2 separate regions of the Mus musculus genome follow, and region 1 is linked to region 2. A link is a contact called in public HiChIP or PLAC-seq data. All regions are on one chromosome and are shown on one strand. The core of a region is the stretch at or near the end of the contact, and the rest is flanking DNA. Distances in the headings are between cores, read along the strand shown.

What was found. HiChIP or PLAC-seq counts read pairs in DNA pulled down with a chosen protein or histone mark.
Region 1: an H3K27ac HiChIP or PLAC-seq map of stem cell-derived neural progenitor cells shows a contact between it and region 2, with 5 times the contacts expected there. The contact joins two enhancer-like sites. A contact is called at or near these places in 3 of 115 datasets of contacts at active chromatin or transcription factors (astrocytes, embryonic forebrain and stem cell-derived neural progenitor cells).

What each region holds. Positions count from the first base shown.
Region 1 is chr6:145,037,758-145,044,091 of GRCm38.p6, forward strand. Bcat1 (branched chain aminotransferase 1, cytosolic) reads right to left here. Exons shown (of 11, transcript NM_007532.5): 3 at 1,678-1,878. Among named protein-coding and RNA genes, the nearest start is that of Gm26666, 6.6 kb to the right of the region's middle. Within about 2 kb of position 3,229, at least 26 of the 459 cell types and tissues checked have an H3K27ac peak or open chromatin away from gene starts, as enhancers often do. A contact at or near this core is called in stem cell-derived neural progenitor cells, where this site is marked.
Region 2 is chr6:143,939,328-143,946,535 of GRCm38.p6, forward strand. It overlaps Sox5 (SRY (sex determining region Y)-box 5), which reads right to left. Exons shown (of 15, transcript NM_011444.3): 8 at 2,024-2,109. Among named protein-coding and RNA genes, the nearest start is that of Gm52486, 11 kb to the right of the region's middle. Within about 2 kb of position 2,239, at least 40 of the 459 cell types and tissues checked have an H3K27ac peak or open chromatin away from gene starts, as enhancers often do. A contact at or near this core is called in stem cell-derived neural progenitor cells, where this site is marked.

The DNA.
Region 1 (6,334 bases), core at 1,979-4,478, 1.1 Mb after region 2:
GGGTCATACAATGCACACTGTGTTGGTAAAGAGAGACTCCAGAGGCAGGGCTGGCCCCTCCCACATCAGACCCAAATGTTTACCCCAAGTGTCCTCCAAACCTAGAGCAGGCTGGCACTCCCACTCTGTCACAGAGAGGGGAAAAAAAAAAACAAAAAAACAAAAAAAAACAGCAAAAACACTGTGTCCTTGAATCTCCACTGGGAGGCAAAACATTTCTGCAGACATTACCACTGTTTATCCCATGTTTAAAATGCCTGTGGTGGAAGTCTGAAGCCAGGAACTGGTTCAAGGGCAGATCAGTCTGCTTCCAACAGGTCTGTTTGCTCCCCAAGACCGTGTCTCCCATGCAAGTACTATCCGGGCCCTGTCCTGCTGATCTCCCCAGATCAGATTCGATCTGGAGCAATCAGGGTGGTCTAACCACAGACACCCCAAGTCCCTTCCTACTGGGTGTTGTGAGCACCCCTTTAATGATGTGACTTCATCTTCCTCTCTCAGTGGGGCTGCCTGGGTTGTCTCTCCCTGTGAACCTGAGGACATTTTGCTATTCCTTTGCTTTGTGCTTTCAGAATACCTGTCACCCATCCAAGAGAGCACACAGCCTGGTCTATGGACTGTGCAGCATAGCTCACCGCAGCCGTTGTCTGCTCTCTCCCTCCGTACCAGGCATGGCTCTACAGCGGTGGCTCTCACAACCTTTGGGTCTCAGCCACCATGTGGGTACTGAGAACTTTGCTACAGTTCTCTGCCAGATCAGCAGGTGCTCTTAATCCCCGAGCCAATGCTCCGGCCCTGAATGTGAATTTGAATGCTTCTCACTTCAGATCATTAAATGGGTGGATTCCGGGGTGTTCTGGTGGGAAATTTGAACTGTAAACACAAGTAGTGAAATGAAAATGATCTCTATAAAGTATAAGATCTCTCGAAGGCACAATCTTGGGAACCAATATTCAGAAATGAATATTTGATCCTGTTTCCTATGGCCATTTTCAGTCTCTTGGTAGGTCAGAATTTATCTCTGTGCCTTCAGTGTTCTGGGGAAAGTCATTACCCGTGAAGAAACCAGAATAAACTGAAATATAGGGCCAAGGGGATGGGACAATATTCTGCATATCTGTTTCAGTGTGTATCAACAGAGGACCAAGATGTGGAGTCTCCAAACACTCCACGGTGAAGGAGCGTGCTCAATGCCATCCCACAGGCTGGTTATAAGAAAGCAGTTAGCACAGCGCCCCATCCTGTGACCGACCCTTCACAATCACTCAAAGATCTGAGAAGTAGAGAGCACCTAATAAATTAGTAATACTCATTGCTTTAGGGTTCTTTGGGATTCTGTGGCCTAGGCTGTCCAGAAAGAAAGGCATAGTCTCGGTTAGCCTTGAACTTTCGGCCCATCCAGTCTTAGGTTACCAAGTGCTGAGATTTTCACACACACACACACACACACACACACACACACACACACACACACATATCACATTTTACTAATATCACAGATAAGCCAAGCCAACCTGCAAAACTAGCTCTGAGACTTATCGGCAATCCACTTGGCTGCAGGAGAAGTTTGAAGATGTTTATGACAACCTCCAGTTAAGACAGCAGGGCCTGTCCCCGACCCTAAAGAAGCTTGCAAGGCCAGAGAATCACGGCCCACGGGTGCTCCCAAGCACTTACTTCCACAGCGTAGTGCAAAACAGAGGCAGCGGGATGTATGGGCAAGTTTCCAAAAGGCTTAATGTGAGGTTTCTCCCATCCAGACGCAGAGGACCACTCCACCGTCAGCATGTGGTCAGTAAACGTAGCTCCAAAGACCAGCGAATCCGGGTCCGGCTTCTCTTTTAAGACAGTGGCTGGTGTGATGATGAGATCTTTGGCCTGTAGAGGAGAAAGGGAAAGTGCCTGGAGCCCACACTGCATGGGCTAGATGGTCCAAAGGTCCAATGTGAACACCATTCCTTGGTGATGACACGACCACACCCAGCACAGAATTTAACACTGGGGGTGTCTGAGGACTCGCTGCAGTTGGTGGGGTGCTTGCAGAAGCCCCGGGTTTGACCACTGAAAGACTGTGGAGGCAGGAGATTCAGAAGTTCCAACCTTGTCTAAAAAAACTGACCCAATCAAGTCTCAAATAACAACCCCAATATCATACCGTTAACACTGAGAACCAAATAGACCAAACCTGTGCTCAGAGTTCAGTCAATTGTTCAAAATCTCTGCAACAGGGCCTGACAAGGTGACAAAGCAAGTAAAGACACTTGCCACCAAACCAGCAAACCTGAGCTTGATCCTAGGACCTACATGGTGAAAGGGGAAAACCAAGACTCCACAAGTTGTCCTCTGAGCTACACCCAAGCACTGTACATGCACCTCCCTCCCCAGCACCCCACAAGCAATAAATAACTGCCATTAACAATGCAAAATAATAATAATAACCTTAGAGCCGGAGAGACAGCTCAGTGGAAAAGAGCATTTGTTGCTCTCACGGAGGACCCAAGTTCAATTCCCAGCTTCCCCATGGTGGTTCATAACCATTCTTAAATACAAAGTTCGTGGGGATCGGATGCTGTCTTTCTGACCTTCACATGCACCAAGCACGCACATGATGTATGCACACACATACGTAAAGACAAAAACACACTTTTATTTCAGAAAAATCAAACGAATTTAGAAATACATTTTTTTTTTATAAAACTCAATAATTCCTGCAATAATACGGTGGTATACGCCCGTCATCCTGGCACTCAGGAGGCTGAAGTAGAAGAAGAGACACAAATGTGAGGCCAGCCTAGGCAACAAAGTGAGTGCCAGGCCAGCCAAGGCTACACAGCAAGGCTAAGTCACAAACAAATCCCTGCAATGGCTTCGGTTGTAGTGCCATGAGAAGCAAACTTTAGGGGTGTGGGAGATGTGGTGAAATGATTCCCGATTCTCACCAGACCCCAGAGAAGCACTCCCAGAAGACACACAGCATTGCTCACAGTAGCAGGGAGCATCCTTCAGGGCACACAGCAGTGCTCACAGAAGCAGGGAGGATCTTTAAGGACCCAGCCACTGCCCGCTATGGCTGCCTCCACCTCCCCAGAGCATTCCAATCACATGTCCCCAGCTCCTCCAGATACGGAGGCTCACAGATGGGCACAGACAGCAAAGAAGTGCTCTCCTCTTTGAAGACAGACAGGCAGAGAGAGAATAGAGCCGCAGATGCAAACCCTGTCCTAGGAGGAGACAGACAGTAAACAAAAGCCCTCCTATTCAGCCGCACAAAAACAGGAAGATAGGAAACAACTGCACTCAGCTGTTCTCCACAAAGCCAGCTCGGCCGTTGTCACAAACCCAAGTCACCTCGGTTCTGATCCTTAACTTGGGAACAGCTAGAGAACAACAACAACAATAAGTAAAGTACAATATTAAAAAGAAACTGTGAAGAAGAAAGCTTTTGGTGGTATTGGGGACAGGGGGAGTCCGGCAGAGTCTCTTGTCACTCAGGCTGGCTTAAAACTCTCCAATACTAAGTCTCTGAGTGGCGCACACTAGCCAAGCACTCTGTCAGCTGTGCTACATCCCCAGCCCCCACCCACAGTTCCCGACAATAAGATAATTAGCAACGTTTAGGAAGACGCAGAACAGGTGTGTCTGTTAGATGGTCAGTGTGAGCTGAACGGTGAGACTGAATTCTAGACATATCTTAAACACGGAGAAGCCAGCAGACATCGGCTTTCTAGACTTTCATTTATTGTTGTATGTACATACACATGGTACGCATGAATGCGGGCATAGTCCGCAGCCCTGGGGAGCTCAGAGGACAACTTCTGGGATTTGGTTCTTTCCTTCCACCACAGGCACCAGGGATCAAAGATGCGCGTGTCATCAGGTTTACACGGCAATCACTTTTACCCATTAGGTCATCCATGGCCCTGATTTTCTTTCTAAACAACATCATCAATAATGTGCATGGCTCTTCAAAAGATCTGGCGAAATTTCTCATCCAGCCCCAGCTTCACTCACTCTGGCTGACTGCACACCACCCTCACTTCACTGCATTCCCAGGCTCTGCACTACTACTTCCTGACATGGAATGGACAGACAGACAGTAAACAGCAGGGCTTTCTTCTCTCCTCTCCTTACCCCTCTCTCTCCTCCAGGCAGCTGCCAAAATTTACAGCTTGCCCACCCTACTACTTCTCTCTTGAACTTTAATATAACTGTCTTCAAGCTTAAAAACAAAAACAAACACCTGAGCCTTGTTGTTACTCTTCACTCGCCATCTGAATTAGGATAATTTGAAAGTGAACTCGGGCTCTGTCTCATCAATATTGAGGGTGCCCGCTTTTCCTCGTTACTCAATATCAGCATTCTTTTGTAATTATTCTTAGCATTTTTAATTTTATTTAAGCTTTAATCACAGAGGCACTGAGGCTCAGAGAGTGTACAGAATATACAGAGACTGCCTTGCTTCCTGGACTGTGACTGCCAGCCAAGGACAGTTACCCAAGTTGGCATGGGTTATCCACAATGGATTATCCAAACCTCCCACCTAGTATTTTTGAGCTACTCTGTATCTTTAATGCCATGGATCATTAGAAACACCCATCCTTGCTCTGCAAGCAAAGGGGAGATAAAGAAATAACGAGGAAACTAGATCAAGGTGATTAATGCTCTGAAGAATTAAAGGAACTCGGAAGAAGAGGCAGGGAAGGGGACTTTGGTCTTGGCTTTGCAGAGGCCTGCCTCGTGTGTCTGAGCACACCTGAACGCAGGGAGCAAGCAGGATGTCTACAGACCTAGGAGTAATGTATTTCAGGCAGATGGACAAAGTAGGACATAGCAAAGACCCCTGCTGCAGGAAGAAGAGGAAGGAGAGAGCAGGGGTGAAAGGTCAGAGGTCTACAGCTATTGCAGTTGGGAAAGCTAGGCAAGTTATGGACCAGGATAGCCGGCTATGCCCCTATATACTAACTCTCTAAGGCCTCTGGCTATTTTGCTGAGACCACAGCCTTTGCCATCTCCTTCCCAGGAAGTAGTAGGCCATAAACTCAGGAAGCCTCTTTATTGCTCTTTGCAGGCACCTGCCTGCGGGGAGGGAGCAGGGATGCCTGGCCTGCAGAGGTGAGACTGTCCTGGATTTCCTGGCAGTTTAGTAGTTGAACAAGCAAGCCAGCTGTGGTGAGAAGATATAATTAAGAGAATCTGAGCAATGCTGAGCTTTATCCAGCTTCACCAGGCTTCCCCACCTCCATACCAGTGATTTTCCAGGCCCAGGCCCCAAGCCTCTGAGATCAACTGCAAGACAGTTCTCCGTTCGAACTCTGTCTGCCAAGGTAAAAATCACTTTCAAAACTTTGAGCAAAATGTCTCAGCCTCTGGCCCCTTGGAGGTCCTGGGCCCATTGACATGTGATCTAGCTTATAGATTTTAAATCTTCCCACAGTAGGGAGAGAGCTCAGTGAGAAAGAGTACTTGCCGTGAAAGCAAGGGGCCCCGAGTTCAAATCCACGGGTTAAGATAATCAAGGTGTCACTAATATGATTGTATACTCTGAACAGTTCACCTAAAATGCTTCCAGAGCTGAAGCTGCAGGGGCAGGGCCTACAGTGTGTAAGTCCCGGGCACAACACCCAGCAGTGCAACAAGCAGAAAAACGAAAGTGGGGCCCACCCACAGTTACCCAAGGCTAGACCAAAACTCTGAACCCTTTGCCTAAAATGCTTCTCAGAGCCTAAGCTGCAGGGGCAGGACCTACAGTGTGTAAGTCCTGGGCACAATGCCCAGCAGTGCAAGAAGCAGAAAAACGGGGCCCACCCACAGTTACCCCAGGCTAGACCGAAGCACCAGAGCTGCTTAAGGGCCAAGCTGAGACACAGAGCACATTTATATTCAACTTAGTGCTTTTCTTCTAGAGCCAAAGAGACAGCTCAGAGGCTGTTTCACAGGCAAGCTGGGTTCACTCCCAGCACCATCAAGCAGCTCAGAGACAAGCATAACTTCAGCTCCAGGGCCTTCCAGCACCTCTTCTGGCCTCTGAAGCCACTGCACTCACGGCAACATCTATACAAACTCATAAGTAGGTCAAAAAACAAGTGAAATCGGCGCTCTAATTCTAACCTTTGAATACTAGTCGAAACTCTAAATGATAAAATTTCCAGGCATTCCCTCTGTTTGTGGGAATCACGGTTATCTCCCCTGACCATTTCCCTCTAATCCAGATTTGAACATAAAGATTTCCCTCCTATATCCAGTTTTTTCAAAGTAACACAAGATCTTGTGGCCTTTATAATTTCACCAAGAAACTCTAAATTCCTTTATTTGAGACAATTTCCATAATTCTAGA
Region 2 (7,208 bases), core at 989-3,488:
AACTTTAATGGGTACAAAATCACGTACATGGAAACCTCTCAAAGGCAATGTAAGGATGTACAATTAAAATTGTCCCAAGGAGGAGGTAGGAGGGTGACATACTTAAGAGTAGACTTGAGCAGCTGAGATAGGAGGATGACATGTTCAGGAATACACAGAGCAACATGGCAAGACCCCATTGTCATGAGGTATGGGTAATGATCAATGAAAGAACCTTGCCCTGCTACAGATTAAGTTGTTTACAGACAGAGCAAACCCGTTGGGGCTCAAAGATGTTCCTCATTTCTCATTAAGGGAACTAATACTTTAGATGGTGAGAAAACCATCAGAAGGGAAATCAAGCTTAATTTATGTCAAATATTCTAACCTGTCTTCACAGGAAAAGCAGCTGAGATGCTCCCTGAGCAACACTACTCTCTGGTGGAGACCAACAGTGGGACTCTGGGCACTTTCACCTTGCCATTGCCCTTCTCTCCAGTGAGTCTGGCAAACAGAAACTCTCAACCTATATAATAAACCTCACAATCCTATGTTTCTGTATTCAAATCCGTTGCTGGAGGCTGCTGTTCCATTTTCTTCTAATTCATCTGTCTTTTATATTCTTTCTGTTTGTTTTATCTTTCTTTCCAGTTTTATTATAAAAGAATATTTTGTTATCTACAACCATAGATGTTTTCAATGCCAGGTAACTTAAGTCATTCTAACTTAAGTTAGAAAAATAATGTGCCCATAATAAATATAGACAGTAAGTATATGTGTGCATCTCTGGAGTCTTACTTATTACAGTCCCTTTCCCACATTGTTGCTATTCCCCAGACACCATTTGAAAAGGAAAAAAAAATGTTACAGTAATTTTATTGTCCTCATGGCTCTAACACTTCCAAATGTATTCTAGCTCCAAGAAACCGACATCATGTAATTTTTCATGGAAGAGATAAACTAGGATCAAATGTTGCAACCTCTACAGAATACTTTCTCAGTGTTCACAGGGCTATCTCCTCCTGCCAGTCTCCAGCTTTGGACACATCTCTGTGTGCATCGGTTCTACTCAGCTCTGTAGGATCTGATGAAAACCTCAACCTAGATTAATGCCGAGTATGGCAAGTCACACTCATGGGTGCAGTTCCGCTGTGTGAAGTGGGCCGGCAGTCAGTACACTGGCATTGCATGGTGTGTTTCCCATGAGTGTAAACCAGTGCTCCAGGAGGAGGTGGACCCAGGTCTTAGCTCATTATCTGTCCTCATTAGCTGCATAGTTTGGAGGCTCACAATAACAGGGCAGATGAAGTACTTTATGGAGTATCAATTCAGAGACGGAGATAAGGAAAGCTCCCTCTACTAAAACCATATCGATTCTCTTTTTAACCTCAGAGGCATAATTTCTAAAATCGTTTGGACATCTGGTAAGGTTATTGACTTTGCCCGGGTGTACTGGAGATACATGGTCTGAAGGGCAAAGAGGTCTCCATTAGGATGTCAGGATAAGCTCAAGCCCAAATGGACACCTGCTGACTTTGGTCTGGTCTTCCTTGCTTGCTCAAATGATCTGCCACTAAGCAAGGAGAACAAATGGGTTCTGAGTACTTTAATAACACCAGGCATCCTCAACGATTTCAAATAACATTCTGTTTCAGTTGCCTTGGATCACAGCCGCGGTTAGATATCTTTGACAAGCTGTTTATTTTTGTTATTGTTTTTGTTGTTGTTGATGATGATGTTGTTGTTATTTGAGGGAGCATTCTACAACAAAAATCATGATGTCTACCAACAAGATGGACACTGAAGCTCACAGTGTCAACCCTGAGCAGGCAATGACAAAATTGTAAGTAATATTTAATTCAGAGCACACAACCGAAAATAATCTTTGGGGGGGGTTGGGGCTCAGAACAAATAAAGGCAAAGACAAAACAAATTTGTGTGACCTAAGTCTCAGTCCTCAGTTGTAGTTTGTTCTAAGAGGATAATGGTTGCCTTCGGTGGCTCGTACTTAACCCCTGCCTCCCCGCGTTGTCTCCAGACTTACCTGCAGCTGGAGTGGGCCTAAGCCTGGTGTTGCTGCAGCAGCAGCTGCCATAGTGGTTGGGATCAGCTGAACAGGGTAAGGGTCACCTAAGTAAGAGAATAATAGAGGCGTCAGCACCTTTTATCTCCTCTCCACCTGCAAATTAAACTCCTGCATTCACTCTTCCCCAAAGCCTGCCTTTGTGTGCCTGGCTGGGGCCTAATGAAAAGCGCTATTGTGTAGCCTTTTACCGACACTCTTCACAACCCTGGCTGAGAGAGGAATGCGAATAAAAGGAGCAAGCAATTAAGGCTGAAACCTCATCCTTTTTTCATGATGTATTTAGGAAAATGGGGGGTTGGGGGTGCATGGTTCAGAGGGCTGTACTTGGACAGACACACACACACACACACACACACACACACACACACACACACACACACCACTGCAGACTTGATCAGAGCACAGCAAGTCTTTGCCAAATTTTCAGTCTTATCACAGACAGAACTTAACTAAACTCACTTTCATTTTAACGAGCTAAACACTAAAGATTTAAGCCATTAACTAAACTTTCGAATGTTGCCTTGTGGTCTAATAGCTCACGGACAGTTTCAGAGTAAAGAAAACATCTCATGTTTGCCCTTTCTTTTCTTTTTGACATTATAGAAAATGTTGACATTTTAATTTTATAGAGATAAATGTTGCCAAAAGTATATTTTAGAGACAACAAATGAACAAATAGATCTTCCAAAATTAGACTTTAAAAAAAAGGTCTTGTTTTTTTTTTCATCTTATGTTTTATAAAAATGTATACCAGGGGTATACATGGGTCATGTGGTGTATTTTTGATGCAGATTGAGAAATATTTATTTGCTAATAAGAGCTAAGGTGGATAGATACTCTGCACAGAGGCTAACTGTGTGTTAGTAATGTAACCAATAGTATGCACTAGTTAACCACTGGGGATAGGAGATAGCAAGAAATTAAAAGTAATGACTATAAGAATAATTTTTCTAAGATATTAAACTGACTTTAGAAATTGAACATGTGAGGCCAGATGTCTGTAAACTACCATTCAGGAAACTGAGAGAGAAAGACCTGAAATTTATGGCCAGTGGGGGCTACACAAGTGAGACCCTGTCTGAAAAAAAAAAAACCAAGCAAAAATTAATCCATGAAAGAAACTAAGTGTTCATGCATAAACAATATTAAGGTAATTCACTTTTAAACACTTACTGAGTACCCAGGATAAATTGTGAACACTGCTCTTGGTACTGGAAGATGAATTCTTAAAAAGTATAACATAAACACAGGGTTTTATCAAGAACGCAGTGAAGTTCAAGCAGTAGGCTTCCAGAGAGGCCTCATAGTAGCATGTTCACAGAGTCTCAACAGCTATGTTTCACCAATTCCTTGATTTTATACTTGGTTTTGATTTTGTGTTATAATAAATATTTTTTACTGCTATGGAGATTGTGTGTATATATATATATATGTATATATATATATATGTATATATATACATATATATATACACTATTTAGTATTTTTATTGGAAAGAGAATGCTCTAGCTTTGTTTCTGTTATTGTGACAGATTGCCTGAGAAAAAGCAACCAGGGGAATCAAGAACTTATTTGGATTTCAATTCCAGGTGACGTTCCCTTGCTGAGGGGAAGTCACGGGAAGAACTTGAGACAGCCAATCACATAACATTCACAAACACGCAGGGGGGACTGAATGTATGTACATACGCTGCCTGCTTGCTTCTCCAGCTAGATTCCTTACACAGTCCCGAGCCTTGCCTAGGGAATGGTGCTGCCCACAATGGGCTGAATGCTCTAGGGCAACCAACAATGGAGATAATCCCCACGGTCTTAGTGACAGGCCAATCTGATTTAGGTAATTCTGAAACTGAGACTCTTTTCCCAGGCAATATAGGTGGTGTCAAGTTGACAGTTTAAACTAAGAGCACAGGGTGGCTGAACCACAGAGCGGGTTGAAATAGATAAGCAAGGACTGTGGACAGTGTTGGGTGGTAACTTAGTATCCAGGGTACTATACACAAATATTAAAGCGCCTAACTTTACCCTACAGAAGAAAGGGAACCCCACGTGTGAAGAAGAAAAACAACCAAGACTACTTAACTAGCAAGTGGAAGTCACAGGAGCCGTCTTCTGTGTAGCAGGTGACAGGGGGTGGATTGGTAAAAACCTAAGAAATTCAACACTTACGGGGGTCGAACTCACAAGGAAGTTGGCTGGCTTTGTGACAAAGTAGGAACTGGCTCAAGGTGAATTTCGGAGTCTATTTATTTGGCTCATAACAGAGATAAGGGATAAGGTTGCTACACGAGGGTGGGAGGCGGAGTGAGACACACGAAGGAATAAGAAAATACTTTGGATATTTGCTTACCAACCTTTGCAAGAGGTGAGCACGCATCCCAGTGAAGCCCTGAGACTCAGTAACATCAGTTTGGAGTAAATACAGAGGAGAACAAACCTCAAGCAAACAGTTCCTAGGACTGGAGACTGTAATGATGATTTATCATCTAAAGGGAACATGGAGACTATTGGTGACTTTAAAAATAAGTGTGAGATCCTGGGATTTTAGTGATTAAAGTGACCTGGGAAGAAAGTCTCAGTGAGAGACAGTAGGAAAAGCTGGTCTGTGGGGGCAGGGCGGGGGCGATCTCGGTAGCATTAACTGATGTTGGAGGAGCGAGCCTAAGAAATGTGTAGCCCCATTCACTCCCTGGGTTTGGAACAGCAGCGGAAAGGGTGCGCTGAAGAGGAAGCCAGCACCCAGTCACACCATTTCTCTCCGCCCTTGCCTGTGGGTATGACCATTTGCTTCAAGTTTCTGCCATCTTGACTGCCCCACCCCCACTCCCACGTTGGACCCCGTAACTTGGAATTGCAAGCTAACTTGAACTCCTTCCCCGAGCCGTTTTTTTTTTTTTTTTTTTTTTTTGGTTAGGTGATTTCAACATAGCAACAGTGAATGAGAGGAAGTCATTCTGGAAATTTCGACTGACAGCGAAGGAATGTTCAGGGAAGAAGAGGCTACAGAAAAGGAAGCTGGAGTGGAAAGGGTGAGTTGGGGGAGGGAGTCAGGTCTCACTGGAGAGAAGCTGGTGAAAACTGACTTGGAGTGAATATGGTCAGGTGAGGGCAGGAAAGGGTGCTGGAGGCAGCAGTTGTGGATGCTTCTTAAAATGTGACTGCCCCTGAGTGGAGGCCACAGCTCCTAAGAAAGATACAGTTGCAAAGTCCTCCCTAAAGCCAGTGCTCCAGGCACTGCTGGGAGAAACACAATGACTCTAATTACTTACATTTCTGACCTGTGTACACCCCCCCTACCCACACCCACCCCCACCCCCCACCCCCCCATCCCCCCACCCCCCCCACCTCCCCCCCACCCCACCCCCGGTGCAGGATTATTCTCAAATGTACAGGCTAGGACAAACTTGCTAAGAGTACACTCCTCAGATGGAGGTACAAACCTACCCCACCCCTGGCCAGCCAGTGCCCAGGCTGGTGTGTGGGGGTGGATTTGCGATGTCAAAGAGCCTGAGCTTCGGGCACCAGCAAGGCAGGATCAAATTGAAGGTTGGTTGGGTGTGTAGTGGCACCTAGCTTTGGGGAAATTAGTTAAATTGGCATGATTACACTTCTGAATCAGAATTTAAATTTTAACGGGATTTCCAGGTGATCTGCAAGCATCTTCCTCCTGGCAGATGCTGGAAGAGAGACAATGTGGAAGTTGTTGATGCTGCTGCCTGCAGAAGTGAGACTAGGTGGGGTTCACGTTTAAAGAGACAAATAGGTGCAAACATGAGAGCAGGCTGCTCTGCTAGTGAGGAGCATCCTGTAAAGACAGGACAAGCATGTGACAAGGGGAGGGGCAGGTGATGTCATCATACGTTTGGGGTCTACTGCCACTTGGTATCATTAATTGCCTAATCTATATGACACTAGTTCAACAGAGGGAAGTTGAAATGTTTAAAGTTGAAATCACATTTGTACAAACTAGCTAAAATGGTAAATATTGTAATTGTATGGTTATTAGAATCGATCATGTAAATGCTTACAACATTGTAATTCATTTGTACTCCTCATTTAATGAACACAATCTTAAAATTAACTAAGCCGCTCATGTACAGGGCTCTTCACAGGGATAATTCATTTATATAATTTACTTTCCCTGTTGTAAATTAATCAATTAATAAGCACTTGCAACATCCACCATGTGATTAGGAATCTGCCGGGTGCTGTGTGAGACATCACAATAAAATTAAAGAAATCTGGGCCTCTAATCATCATACGTTCGTACTGTCTGAGCGTGTTTGAGTTGCTCAGGCGGTTGCTGAGTGCTAAGGGAGTTGAGGGCTGGTAGCTTTAGGCTTTACGCAGAGGTACAGGGGAAGCAAGAAGTTACCTTGGCTCCAGTAGCTGTCAGGTGGTGGGGAGGACAGAGTGAGCAGGCCGGGTGACCTGTATCAGAATGTGAGTGTGAAGCCTGGGCAGGGGAAAGGAACCCAGCCTAACGGATGAGCCACGGAAGAAAGCAGAGAGGAGGAACCTTTTCCACACTCCACCATGAAAGAGTTTCAGATGCTCGTCATGGAAGGCAACAGAGGAGAACTGAGTGTGGCCAGGGTGCTTCCTGCCTGTGGGGCTGAGACAGAAACTATCAGTTCTAGGCCACCCTGCGCTATGTTGTGATTCTCAGTCCAGCCTGAGCTACACAGCAAGATCCCCCACCTCAAAAAACAAACAAACAAAAAACAACCATATAAATGTGGTTTTAGCAATGCCACGAAAGAGATCAAGTAACAGGAGGAATAACTTGATTATCTAGATGTGTGTTTCAGGAACACAAGGTCATGAGTATGTTTGCATGAGAGCAAACACCTGCAATGGTGGCTCGGGTTTACACACCACTAACGTCTAAATAGTAATAGGTTATATGCACGTGTAAAAGTCAGGGGCTAAAATCCAGACTACTCTAACATCTTTTACAATGCACATATCAGAATATTATCATTTTCATTCCTTACATGCACGACAACATTCACATACCTTTCTTTGTATTTATATCTAAATAAATGCACTCTTATCATACATGTAGGACACATATGTAAATGTATGGATATATATGAAACAGTCATAAGCAATAAGTAATAATAGACATTTGTTATTGGTT